2 separate regions of the Gossypium hirsutum genome follow, and region 2 is linked to region 1. The links are chromatin contacts, called in public Hi-C maps. All regions are on one chromosome and are shown on one strand. The core of a region is the stretch at or near the end of the contact, and the rest is flanking DNA. Distances in the headings are between cores, read along the strand shown.

The links. A called contact is a pair of places that touch in the nucleus more often than the background predicts.
Region 2: a contact with region 1 is called in a Hi-C map of leaf, with 2.7 times the contacts expected there. The contact joins the promoter of LOC107959586 here to the enhancer-like site in region 1. A contact is called at or near these places in 7 of 34 Hi-C or Micro-C datasets (hypocotyl and leaf).

What each region holds. Positions count from the first base shown.
Region 1 is chrA05:106,502,336-106,506,362 of Gossypium_hirsutum_v2.1, reverse strand. It overlaps LOC121229652 (a long non-coding RNA gene), which reads left to right. Exons shown (of 3, transcript XR_005927561.1): 3 at 191-863. Among protein-coding and RNA genes, the nearest start is that of LOC121229652, 4.1 kb to the left of the region's middle. Within about 2 kb of position 2,277, at least 1 of the 9 cell types and tissues checked has an H3K27ac peak or open chromatin away from gene starts, as enhancers often do. A contact at or near this core is called in leaf, where this site is marked.
Region 2 is chrA05:106,537,986-106,542,012 of Gossypium_hirsutum_v2.1, reverse strand. LOC107959586 (G-type lectin S-receptor-like serine/threonine-protein kinase LECRK4) reads left to right here and starts at 1,756. Exons shown (of 1, transcript XM_016895671.2): 1 at 1,756-4,027. The coding sequence starts at 1,905.

The DNA of each region.
Region 1 (4,027 bases), core at 1,028-3,527:
AATCGAAAATGAGTCATGGAATTCATATCCAAAGCCACAATGAGTCATTTTAAGATTTTCTGATATTGGAGAGAACACCTTATTCCCTTTGTCACGGTCATTATCTTTATTGACACGAAATGAAATTACTGTTTTTCTTTCCCTGAATTATTTGGGTAAACTGAATTGGCCTGCTTTGCATACTATGTAGACCTGAGTCTTATGATAGAAGAGGAAATCAATCTGATCCAAATGAGGCAGGATTGTTTATGAATAGAAAATCTCAAGATGCTGCGGTTGGTGCTCTTGTACGGATGCTGAAGAAAGCCCCTCCACTTCTCCAAGACATCCCGAGTTCGATTAACTTTTCAGAAGCCTCGAGGCCAGAAATGTAGACTAACAACATCCAAGAGCAAAAGCAGAACACACAGGCTGTGACCGTGGAAAATAATGCTTCTTCAATTATTCCATCTTCCAGGCTTGTCGCATCAATGACAACGGCAGATGCATTAGAGGAACTTAGGAGTTACAAAGAGATGAAAAACTTGTTGCTTAGTGAAGGTGGTAAGTCTTGCATATCTGCCAATTTAACCCCTGGGGCTAAACATTCTGGCAAAGGTACATGAGAATGATCAACTTATGTGATCTTGGTATATTTGCACATATGTACAACGCTATGGTTTGAAAGACTACTACTACATGCTATTACAGTTGAAGCCATTTTCCTCTTTTTGTGATCATAGGAGTATGTATATATATAATATAAGTTTTTGGTTAAGATTTATGTTAACAACAGAAGGGTTATCTGTTGGCCCCGAAAACTTTGTAAAAAGCACTTTTGTCTCTAATCATACATAACATAATTGCACATAATTTTAGATGTTGGCTAAAGGTGGCGCACGCTCTGATATACAGGCTTGCTGATGCTGTCGTTTCTATTATTTTGCTTTTCTCCTTTGTTTCCCCTCCTGCATATAGATTTTCAGTAGAATGAAGCTTGAGTTTCTAATACAAATGTGTTTAATACGGATATATTTTCCTGTTTTAGAAGGCTTTTTTTTTAAGTTATATTTGAAGTATCATAACCTGATATATTTGGAAGATTATAATTATATAGGTATAGTGATTTATTTGACCCTCTAATATTATAATAATAATAAAAGATATTTTAGCTTTCTATTTAATTTTTCATCTTTTTTAACTTTTTAATTTAAGTTTTAATGTTTATTAATTTTATTGTTGTAATATACACATAGTTTGCCACATAGATGACATGTCATCATTTAATTAATTTTTTAAATTTTAAAAATTCATAAAAATTATAAATTATTTTTAAAATTATAAAAATTTAACTAAATGTTGACATCATGGACGAATCTAGGGGAGTTGGTAGGGACTTGGTCTCCCTTAAAATGGAAATTTTTTCATTTAAATCTTTCAAAACTTTTAAATTTTTAAATTAGTAAAAGTAAAATTGTACTTTGGTCCTCCCTAAAAATGATAATTTTTTTATTTAATCTTTTAAAAATTATAAAAATATAAGTTATTCAAATGGTGCAATTGTATTTTTACTATAGTAAAAATTATAATTTAATTTCGACTCTTTAAAAAATATTTTTGGCTTCACCTTTGGTTGACATGTCATCCATGTGGCAATTCATATGTGTCATATTAGTAAAGTTAATAAATATTAATTTTACATTCATTTTGAAGGGATTAAAAGAGATGAAAAATTAAAATAATATTTTTTTATAAATTTGAAGCGATAAAAAAAATCATTATACATTAAATGAAGCCCTTGTCTGAATGCATGTTGCATTGATCCCATTCCTTTGTCAATTAATTTGCCATTTTCAAATCTCTTGATATCCTTTATAAATGTTATTAAGTTCCAAATGAAAATATATATATTTTTACTATCTAATATCTGAGCCAAAGAAAAAAGATTGTATGATACAGTGATTCCACGTCATCCTTATCCCTTTTCAATAAAAGAATGACAAATCAGATTTTTTCTTTTAATTTTCAACTTTTTCCTCCTAAAAATATTCAAATCTAACTAAAAGTACTAAAAGTCGAAAGAAAAAAAGTCAATTTCTATTTTCCTATTAGAAAGTGATAAGAATTAGGGAAAATTATAATTTCGTGCAATCCCTCCTCTTGGGCCAAAATATTAACATTATCTTTGAAAATTCCCGCCGTAAGGTTTCTCCTTTTTGCATGAGATAATGCCTCATGGGCCACAAATAATGTCTCTTGTTGCATGTCTTCGAGCTACACTGTTTTACCGAATGAGAACAGTCGCTCTTGATGCTATTCTTTGCTCCAGCTCGGCCTCAATTCTTTCCAAATGGGTAAGACTACTCTCACAATCCGCAAGTCCCAAAGGAAATAATGATCACATATTTCTTTTTGCCTTATTTCATGTAAATTACCAACGTCACTATTGAAATGTGTAGGTGGACTTGACCAAGACTTTTCTTCGCAAGTGGAGTGCAAGGCCAAATGTGTTAGGTTTCTTTCTATTTCATCGGAATGGTTTCTTCTTTGGTAAATTAATATTTGGGTCAACTAATTTTTAAAAGGTAAATAATTGTAATAATGTTAATGAAATCTCGTATTTTGGTTACTCGTTCATTAATTTTTATTAATCCCTCAATAAAATGATGTCATGACATGTTAACTCTCAACAACAATTCTATAAATAATACAAAAAAATATCAAAAATTTATTTATAAATCTTCAAAATCATAATTTATTTTTTAAAATTATAAAAACTAATTTTTTGAAATCATAAATTCCTTAAGAGAAGAACTGACAGTGTTGTACCATACGAATAAGCCTATATTTTCTCTCAATGATCACCGTTGGTTCTCTTTAGAAGACATTAAAATGATATATTGTCAAGGACAACATAGTTGTTGCCATCCATTTATCTATTATCTACCGTAAACTTATCATACTCTTGGTGGTTAAAAGATGAAATTTTAAAAGTTCTAAAAGTATTTGGAAGTTTTTTTAAAATATAAAATTATTAAAAAAAATGCACATTTAACTTAGCTAACAAGATATTTACATTCATTTGAATTTATACATGTATTTATCCAAGTTCATTATACCCGTGAAATAAAAAATATCATTTTTTATATGATTAGTATTTTAAAATTATAAAAAATAAAATTACTAAAATGCACATTTAGAATGAATGGAGATAAATGGACGTCGAAATTCATTTATATCTAGACATTCATTTGTCTAGATTCATTACTGAAATGTTGATAAACAATATTGAATGGTGAATAAGTGTTAGGTGAAGCAATAAGATACATTACACTTTTTAAAAGAGATGCAAATTTAAATTTGAAAGACAACAATGTTAAAAGGGAAGAGTCACGAGTTCCAAATATAAACCATAAAACAAAATTTGATTTGGTTACAAAATTGTACAAATTTATGTATTTAATTTTTAATTATAATTTGAAATACTTAAGTATTCATAATAAAGAATTTTATGAGTCTTAGATCTATCAATACAAAAACAAATAATTATTTGGTGCATTGATAAAAAAATAAATAAACCATACAATTAGTTATTCAACTTTCATAAGTTTTCATTTTAGGTATAAAAAATAAAACTTTTCATTTTAAGCATTATTGTTAAAAATTATTTTCAATTTACTACGGTTAAAAATCATTTTTATTTTGATCACCCGTATTAATTCAATGTTATTATATCTCGTTTTAGTCACTCAGCTTTCATAATTTTTTATTTTGGTCACTTATTTTATCTTTTTAATCTTTTTAGAATTAATTTTAATTTTCAATAAAAGAGAAAAACACATTAGTTTATAGTGTAATTTCGGGATCACAAATTCGAGTCCTGAAGAAAATTTATTTTAATATTATTTCATGGTCTGCATTATGATAGAAATGTTGTATGAAAATTTCGTAAAGAAATTTTTTCCGATTGCATGATTAATTTGATGAAAATGATCAAATTGCATAGAATGCAAAAGTTGAATTCTAGTAGCTAAAGGGTTCAAATAGC
Region 2 (4,027 bases), core at 507-3,006, 36 kb before region 1:
TAAAATTTTTTGTATTTATCAAAATATAAAAGGATATGTTATTAGAAACGGTGGTATTTGATAATACATTTTAGTTTAGGATTTAGGAATGAGATTTTGGTATATAAAAAATCCTAATGATTTTTCATAAAACTATTGATATTCCTTTAGAAATTTTGGTATATAACAAAATATCTAAAGATGTGCTTTTAGAAATTTTAATATTTCGGCTGATGGAGTCATAACTCGATTGACATGGATAATGTTATCAATACAAGAGGACGTATGTTCGAGTGTATTTAAGTACATTAACCTCTTATTTATGGTTAGAGAGAGACTATGGATAGTTCAAGCTCACCTTAAGAATATTAATAAAAATAAATATTATTAAATTATTTTTATATATTTTAATAGTATTATAATTTTGATATATTTTATTTAAATATTTCAATTAATTAACTAATTTAATTTTTTATTATATTAAATAAATAACTTAAAATAAAATTTAAATGTAAAAACTAAAAAATTAATTTTAAATGATTTCAATATAATATTAATAAAATTAAAATAATTAAAAACTAACTAGTAAAAGAAAGAAAATAACTTACATTACGATGATCCTAAAAACTAAGGTTTTTAAGCATCAATAAAATTTTGCTGCACCATCACAATGTAAAGAAGCTAAATTATTGTTATACTCTCATCTATAGAGAAATTATCTTATTAATCATTTCCACCACATTACTCATGATCCCTTTCAACAATTTTTTTCACTGTCACTAACACATAATTTTAGTAGTTTTTTTACTCTGAACCTTGAATTTAGAATTCTAAACCCCAAACTCAAACTTATAACTTTAAATCCTTAAACCCTAAACACAAACCCCAAATCCTTAAACATTAAATTCAAATCATAAACCTCAAATTTTTAAACTCTCAACCTAAACTTTGAACCTAAATTCAAAATCGAACCTCGAACTTTAAATTTTGAATCCAAACCCTAAATCTTGGGGTTCGAGATTTAAGATTCAATATAAAATAATTATCAAAATTATGTATCAATGACATGAAAAAATTAAACAATTTTTTTTAATTTGGTTGCATAAAAAAAAGAACTTATGAAAAAAAATTAAAATTTGTAAAAAAAGATGATTATTTATAATAAAAAAAATTAGTTACTTTAAATAATTTAATTAAATTTAAATTAAGTTGAAAAAGATATTATATATATGAACATATAATAATACTTTATTATCTTTAAAATTTAAAAACGTGATATTATTTTATTAATATTTAAAAATTATACTTTTTAGTATCATCTAAAAGAAAAAGAGAGAAGTAAGGAGGAAAATGTCGTGTTCGCAACTACATCATCCCTCCTATTGAAAAGGAAAAATTATTAGATGGAGCCTTGGAGTTTCCACCACCTAACGGATTGTAAAAAACTTAAATTTTACTGTCATTTTTATTTTTTTAATAGAAAAATAACAAATCATATTTTTCTCCTCACTTTTAACTTTTTCTTCTTAAAAAAATTAAATCTCACTAAAAATGCTAAAAGTCAAAGAAAAAAATCTAATTTATTATTTTTATATTGAAAAAAGATAAATATAACGTAGAATTGTACCATCCTTATGAAATTGGAAATCTTGATTTATACCTTTGAATGATATATATTAATTTAATTGATTAGACGTATAGTTTAAGTGGAGAGAAGGATTTATGCAATAATTTCTGCATTCAAGACGTGCGTTCACTCTTTCGATGAAGGTAATGTTACCTAGGTAAAAGAACGTAAGGAGTCAGGTTACCTGTCTTTTTCCGCGCAAACCCTGATTCCAGACCTCGGCCATTTTAATTTGGGTACTTGTAAAATAATTTCTTCATCAGTTCCAAAAGTAGAAGACAGAAATACAATAATTTCTATGGCAGCCGTGTGGTCTCTTCTCATCCTCCTTTCTTCATTCTTTGTGGCTAGAGGAGTTGAAGACAAGCATTCAAGCGGCACCATTGGGCTGGGATATTCGCTTTCCCCCTTAACTCCACCCACCTCATTGGCTTCGCCTTCTGGTCGTTTCGCATTTGGTTTTTACAGTCAAGACAATGGCTTTTCAATTGGAGTTTGGCTGGAGGGCAATAGAAAGACAGATAACAAAGTTGTATGGACAGCAAACCGTGATGACCCGCCGCTCCATGCAACTGCTACTCTGACACTAAACGAGAAAGGTTTGCTTCTTTCGAGCCGTGTGAGCGGAGAAAATAAAGTTATTGCTTATCCAAATGACTCGGCTGTCAGTGTCTTCTCTGCCTCCATGCTAGATTCAGGCAATTTTGTGCTCTACAACAAAGTCAATCATACCATTTGGGAGAGTTTCGAGCATCCTACAGATACCCTTTTAGGTGGTCAGGCTCTATTACCTAGTCACGAGTTGATCTCCAGTTCTTCAGAAAATGATCACTCGTCCGGAAGGTTTCATCTAAGTATGCAACTAGATGGGAATCTCGTTCTATACCCTCTAGACGTCGATGATGATCCTACAACTGCCTATTGGGCCACAGCTATTGATGGTGTGAATCGTTCACTCCGATTATTTCTTAACTCGACAGGCTTCCTACAACTTATCAACAACACTGATTCCTCCATCTACCTAGAAATTAATTCTAAATTTTATCCAGAGGTGAGCTACAATGACCACAACGAGAACACCACCACCACCAGCAGCAACGACAGTATCGTTCACAGTGCAAGCCTTGATGTTGATGGAAATTTCCAGTTATATACTCATCAATTTGAGCCAAGTGGTGGATTTCGAATTTCCCGAGTGTTGCGTGCGTTGGAGGATTCCTGTAAAGTTAAAGGCTTTTGTGGTACCAATAGCTATTGCACGTTTAATGATGACAGAGCTTACTGTGCATGCCTTCCCGGCACTGATTTTATCGATCCTCAGCGCAATACCCTCGGCTGCAAGAGAAATTATAGTGAAGCACATTGTAAAGGAGGGAAGGACAATATACCCCTTTATAACATCACTCCATTGCAAAATATAGTATGGACTACAGGTATATTTTACAGTGAAGAGCTAATGTCCATGAGTGCCTGCAGCCAAACATGCTTGGAAGACTGTAGTTGTGAGGCAGCACAGTTTAGCGATGGAGTTTGCAGGAAACAAAAGCTTCCACTATGGCATTTGCTACGACAACATGGTGCTAATGACGAGAGTTCCACTTCCACAGCTTTCTTGAAGATGGGAATCAGAAGCCTAGAAGCAGATGACGGGGCTGTTCTTGATGAATTAAAGCCCCATATCGAACGGAAAGATCCGACGCTGAAAATTCTTCTTTTAACTTTCAGTCTTGTCGCATGTTCATGTGCTTTGCTTGCAATCTCTGGTGTATTCATTTTTAAATTTCGAGTTCTAAGATACAAAAGGCTGTTGGAAATTGGAAATTTGGGCCTAACCGGAGAGCTTACGTTGGCATCGTTTTCATACAATGTACTCAAGAGAGCAACGAATGGTTTTAAAGAAGAGTTGGGTAAGGGATCCTTTGGAGCAGTCTACAAAGGGTCCTTAAACAGAGGAAGAAATTTGATTGCAGTAAAGCGATTGGAGAAGTTAGTGGAAGAAGGAGAAAGAGAGTTCCAAGCAGAAATGCGAGCAATTGGCAGAGCTCACCACAAGAATTTAGTTCGACTTTTGGGATACTGTGCTGAGGACTCCAAGAGGGTGTTGGTGTATGAGTACATGGGCAACGGCTCCCTTGCTGATCTACTGTTCAAGTCAAGACAGCGCCCTGATTGGGATGAAAGAACAAGAATAGCCCTGGATGTAGCTAGAGGAATCCTCTATTTACATGAGGAGTGTGAGACCCCAATCATTCACTGTGACATAAAGCCGCAAAACATATTGATGGATGATTATTGGAGAGCTAAAATTTCAGACTTCGGGCTGGCAAAACTGTTGATGGGGGATCATACAAGGACCTTCACAGTAGTGAGGGGAACTAGAGGATACATGGCCCCAGAATGGCATAAGAATGTTCCAATATC